2 separate regions of the Anser cygnoides genome follow, and region 1 is linked to region 2. The links are chromatin contacts, called in public Hi-C maps. All regions are on one chromosome and are shown on one strand. Each heading gives the region's core, a stretch centred on a gene start, on an enhancer-like site or on the middle of the called end of the contact. The rest is flanking DNA. Distances are from core to core; before and after follow the strand shown. Region 1 overlaps PSME4 (proteasome activator subunit 4). Region 2 overlaps SPTBN1 (spectrin beta, non-erythrocytic 1).

Region 1 (2,751 bases), core at 44-2,543, 200 kb before region 2:
CCTTCAGAGTGAACCAATTAGCTAACTATATTCTAAGAGGAGGTAAGACCTGTACACTCACCATGCATTTGCTGAAGTCATTTGGATCCACCCCAGGCAATGCTCTCATCAGCAGAGGTAGCATGTGTGTTGGCCCTTCACGAAACCACTTCCCCCCAGATACCAGACTACGAGCTACTCCAATTACACAGCTTAAAGTAGCGGTGAGCTGATGAGGTTCTGTCAATGTCTCAAGTGCAGGATATGTTCTACAAGGTTCAAGAACAATCGTATTAGGACCAATGCTGTTTATGAAGCTTTCAAAGAAAAATGAATCTTTATTTTCTACAGAAAGGGTACAAAATTTCTGCAAGAAAAAAAAAGCTTATCAATGGTTCAGAACTGTTTTTGGTAATCTTTTCTTCAATGAACTTAACATTGCTTTATTAGAAAGTGCTGCTTTCACAAATTCAGGATCAAGTAATTTGTTGGCAGTTGTGGCATGGAAATTAGTAATTCCATGGGCTCCTAGATTCAAAGCCGTGACTTTCTGCTTGTTTCAGCTTTTACGGACGAACTTATGGTGGATTAGCAACAAAAAGGCATTTCTTTTATCATTATATTATTAGCAGCACCTACATGAACTAATGCAAGCTATGTATCTGCAAGTGTAAAGTTCTTGTGGCAAGCATGAAAACTTCTCAACTGCCTTTGAACAGCGAAGAGATACATTGCTTAATGTTACTAAGTCCATTTTTTATTTTAAAACCTGTTAAGTTACTGGCATTTCTAAACCTCTGTTTTTCACACTAGGTACTTTTCAGCAAACTGTGTAACACTTCCTAGAGTTTCTACAGTCCAAACAAGAGTCAGTGCTACCCCTGCCCTACATCCAAGTACAAAGGACCTACATCTCTTCAACAAAATGAATTTGGAATTGTAGCCAAGGCAAACATACCAGTGATAGCTTTATCTACTGAGCAGAAGTTCAGTCTGCTCTCAAAACAGAAACAGTCGTCATACCTAATGCTGACGTCCACTGCTGTCCTTGTTAGAAATGTTATGCTTGAAATATTTTCATGCAAGAGCGGATTTATCAAGATGTTATAAACAGCTGAGTCAGTAAGGTATGGAACTCAGGAAGGGTTTTTCTCAAGACAAATTAATTTCTCCACTGGTTATACAACACAAGTTGTAAAGGACTGCTCAGGAAGCAGAACATGGACAGCGACTAGGAAGAAAGCTTTCTGGGGGCAGCACTGGGGGAAAGCACTGGGGGCAGGAAGGAGTTAGTTTTTTGGAATTTCAGGCACCAAGGAATTAGCAATAGTATAAACCAAGTATTTTATATGGACACATACTGCAGCGATTTGCTTATGAAGTCAAAAGCAACAACATTAATTTTAAACAATCTGTAACATGCATACTCTGACACAGAACAGAAGTACAAAGCACACTCACTACACAAACATGCAATACCACCATTTGTATTTGGCCCAAACAGAAAGCGGATGAGAAGGCACAACATGGCTCATGAATAAACAGTACAAAGTCGCTTTTTAAACCAATCCACCCCTTATCAAAGTGACAAAATGATAACCAAAACACAAACAACCTGAGGGCTACCCTATATTGCACAAGTTATTGACAGCTCCCAGAACTATACCATTAGCCAGGTGTTTCAAAAATAAACAAAAACAGAAAAAATAGTCTTCCCACACTCCCTCTCAGGTGATTGCCCAGTAGTACGTATTAGCCTTACTTTAGCAATTCCTCTCACTGCAAGCATTCATTTGCAGCAAGAAAATTGCTTGTCATCTGAGTGCTTTGAGTATTTGTTGTTAGGAAGGGAGGGGGGAACTTACTTCTCAAGTACAGGTGGAATTACTAACTCAGGACGCATCAGTGCAAGGTTCTGCAGAGCTTGAGCAGCCTCCAGACTTCCAGTTTTACTAAACATAGCTAGAAGAACAGGTTGAATAATGCATTCTACAAAGTCTGTAACATCCTGATCAGTAAGTTTATGACTATCAGGCACAGGAGTTAACCAGGTCGTTTTCTTGTAGCGCTCACGGTGCAGCCTTCTGACAACACCACTGGGTAACCTTTGAAGTAGTTTCATCAGTTTGTTCTGTTGAATATATGAGAAATGCTATTCAGTCATTTGGCAGTAGCAGAACCCGAGCTGCTAACTGTTCAACACACAATTAATAACAAATCAGTATTTTGAAGCTACCCAGCTACAATACATGAAAACTCAGAAGAGCTCTAAAATACAAGGTTCATAAAGTCATTAAACTTCAGTTCCCAAAGTATTAGAAATTACTCTGTGAACACTATGCCTTTTATTAAAAAAAAGTTATGAGAAATATGTTCAAAGTACACAGTCAAGAATCAAGATTATTTACCAGTAATTAGGGCATCTGAGAGCATTCTCTGGTCATTCACATGTAAGTGAATATCCTACTCTAGGACAAGACAGCTCCTTTGACACTGCTTAGACAAGTCCAGTCATTTTAATCTATATTTTCTACCAGCTATCACGGGAATATTCTTACATTCTCTAGCAGAAGACTACACCAGCAAAGGGCAGGCTTCATCAGACTAGATATGCAATAAAAATCCTTTTGGTTAATCAAAAACAGATTTTAGTAGCTTGGAAATCACAGAACAAGAATATGAAAGGGTATTCAGTTCTACCTACGTTACGCAAGTAACACTGATGCTGTATATCATGTTCACTTTTCTTAGTGATATGTGAATTAGACACCT
Region 2 (2,700 bases), core at 37-2,536:
TTCAGTCATGCAGGGACCAGACTGGAGCTGGCATTCGCACCTGAGGCAGTCCTGGCCCTGCTGTCCTCCACGACAGCCTGAAGGCAATTAAGGAGGGCATGTAAGGACAGTCTAAAATCGCCGGCTGCTCTTAAAAATGCACACAGCAGAATCCTTCCATCCCTTTCAGAGGAAGGAACACAAGCAGGACGGTGACCACTCATGCTTGTGACTTTGATGTGGAGCCTGAGGTCACGGTGGCCGGGAGAGCCCACGTTAACACAAAGGCCTTGTACACTTGCTGCTGGAACGAGGGTATCCCGGGCTGAGAGCCGCCTTTGTTGGAAGAGAACTACTGTAGCCAAACTAATATTAACCGCTCTCCCTAGCTGGGCTGAATGCCCCACTGTTTCCCTTAGAAAGAAGCTTAAAGAAAAAGGCCCTTCAGTTTTCAAGGGGAGCGGCGCAGTCAGACTGGCACGCATGCAGAAATTGTGGCAGAGTCCAGAGGCCGTGTTCATGGCTTCTCAGAGGCCTTGTGAAAGGTCTGGCATTAGCGAGCGGCCTTTTCCCCAAGATGACTGGAAATGTAGATAATGCCGTGTTCAGTCAAGTCGGGTTTGTTCATAAAAAACAAGAGCTGGAACTCCTGGCAGCACAGGCCCAGCTATGCTGGCAGGACAAGCTTGCACTTGACAGGGTCAGTGTTGTGTGTGACCTGTGCTTTGGTAGAATATCCAGTTCTGCACGGCTTTCAGTAAAACTCTGCTGAGCTCGGGGGGAAGGTCACAAATATGATTTCTCATTTACAAATTTTGTGTATTCTCTGCCTTAGCAAGCAGAAGTATCATCCCAGATGGCATTGTGCAGGAATCGGTTTGTAGTTCCTTGCAGAGACTGCAAGCGTCTCTGCCTTGGGTGTTGTCACAGTGGCAAGGCGAATGTTCACAAGGCTCGGTGTGGGCTTGGGCAGCTGGGTTTTGTTTGTTTCGGATTTTCTTGTCTGTCTGGTTTAGTTTTATCAGAACTGAGTTTTCGGGTAGAATAGCTAGAGAAACATGCAAAAGAGTGAATAAGGTGTGGTGCCAAGGTACAGAGATTATCTGTGTTACCACAGGACTCTAATCGTAAGCCAGGGGTGGCCGTACGTCTGTGAAGATTGAACGAAACAGAGCCTTGTTGCAAAGAGACTGAGTCTTTCTGAACAAAATAAATGCTGTCTGCCCAGATTTTTCTTGATAAAAACTCTCTGGTGTAGGAAAGATACCTACATTTAACTCAAGGGCTTGGCAAACTCTCCAGGAAGCCAGTCAATCTGCAGAGCCCCCTTCTCTGATGATCTAAGCCAAGGGAGACCCATCAAGGGTAGTGAACCCACACAATGGCTCAGTCCTCTCTCAGGAGATCTTCTCTCTCAGATTCAGGCCTGCTTCCTTGTTCTTCTCAAATAACTGCTCCTCTTGGGGTTCAGCTTCTCCACGCTGGCCCCATACGCTGGTTTCAGTCCTTCCTTTCCCCTTACCAAAAAAAAAAAAAGCCAAGTGTTTGTTTTGCCCAGGCACTGCTTCCAGTTTTTTGAATATGATTTGGTTCCAGGAAAAACAGGAGAGTGTTAACATGGCTGTCTCATCTGCAGTCAACTGACTACAGTTTGCTTTGGGTAATTATTAATTCTGCATCTCGTGTAATATCTTTCCTTGGTTATCTCCAGGGAAACTAGACTTACTCTGGTAGTGCAACTGCCTTTTTTTCAGGGTGTGTTCCTCTTTTCAGCTTTTCCAGGTTGTCTGGCAATATAATGAAAAAGATTGCTCTGAAATTGCGGATGTGACTGTAATTTGATTGCATGAGTCATAGTCGTTACGGAATGACGATTCAGTACAGCTCTGAATAAATAGGGAGGTGTCTGGAAACGTCAGACATCAGTTTGGTTCTGAACTTGTGACCTCTACAATATTCTTGAGCACTGGGGAATTAGATAATTTGGGCTAACCCTACCTTTAAGTGCTCAGTGTTGCAAGTAGCTTAAATAAAGGAAATTCCTTGGGGCAGCGGTGTCAGCACCCCAAGTGGGGCTGTGGGTAGCATTTCTCCTCTCGCACTGCACTGAGGGGCTGGGGCCGCAGAGGAGACCTTGCGGTATGTGGTGGGTCTTTGGTTAAGTGACCAAAGTCTGGTTGATTGAGGCTCTGATTTGGAGCCCAGAGGAGGAAAGAGTGTCAGGAACTGTTTTACCCGTGATGGTGGGGATCACATTTGCTTTCTCAGAGGTGATTTGCACCCCTTCCTTTGTTGTCTCTGCAGGCTTCACTTGTCCTGTAGGGCGTGAGTTGCATTTCGTGCTCCTGGCCACACCTAATGACCAGAGAGGTTTCACATCCAGCACAAGGGAGTTGTTTTAGACAAGTGACAGTGCCTGTAGACAATTCCTCGATTGTGCCCTAGGTGACATCCTGGCCACTGCCCCTTCTGCAGGTGCCCAGGTAGCCTCCAGGAGCAGCTGCTGTGCGGGTTGTGCCTGGACGTGGTTTTTGTGGCTGTCCCCTCAGTCCTTATGGAGGCCGTTCACCATGGGAAACGTGGAAGCTGTGGCACGTGTTTTTCCACAAATCCATTGCTACTCACACACTACTGAATCTTCTCTCTCTCTGCCTCCTCCCCCCCAAAAAAATTAATAAGTAAATAGTGATAACTAATAGGAGATAGCATAAAATCCCCATG

Evidence for each region. A called contact is a pair of places that touch in the nucleus more often than the background predicts.
Region 1: a contact with region 2 is called in a Hi-C map of liver, with 2.0 times the contacts expected there. The contact joins two enhancer-like sites. A contact is called at or near these places in 2 of 7 Hi-C or Micro-C datasets (both in liver).

The regions. Positions count from the first base shown.
Region 1 is chr3:9,933,828-9,936,578 of Taihu_goose_T2T_genome, reverse strand. It overlaps PSME4 (proteasome activator subunit 4), which reads right to left. Exons shown (of 48, transcript XM_066995422.1): 11 at 1,845-2,110; 12 at 62-248. Among named protein-coding and RNA genes, the nearest start is that of PSME4, 36 kb to the right of the region's middle. Within about 2 kb of position 1,293, at least 2 of the 3 cell types and tissues checked have open chromatin away from gene starts, as enhancers often do. A contact at or near this core is called in liver, where this site is marked.
Region 2 is chr3:9,730,032-9,732,731 of Taihu_goose_T2T_genome, reverse strand. All of the region lies in intron 2 of SPTBN1 (spectrin beta, non-erythrocytic 1), which reads left to right. Among named protein-coding and RNA genes, the nearest start is that of SPTBN1, 66 kb to the left of the region's middle. Within about 2 kb of position 1,286, at least 1 of the 3 cell types and tissues checked has open chromatin away from gene starts, as enhancers often do. A contact at or near this core is called in liver, where this site is marked.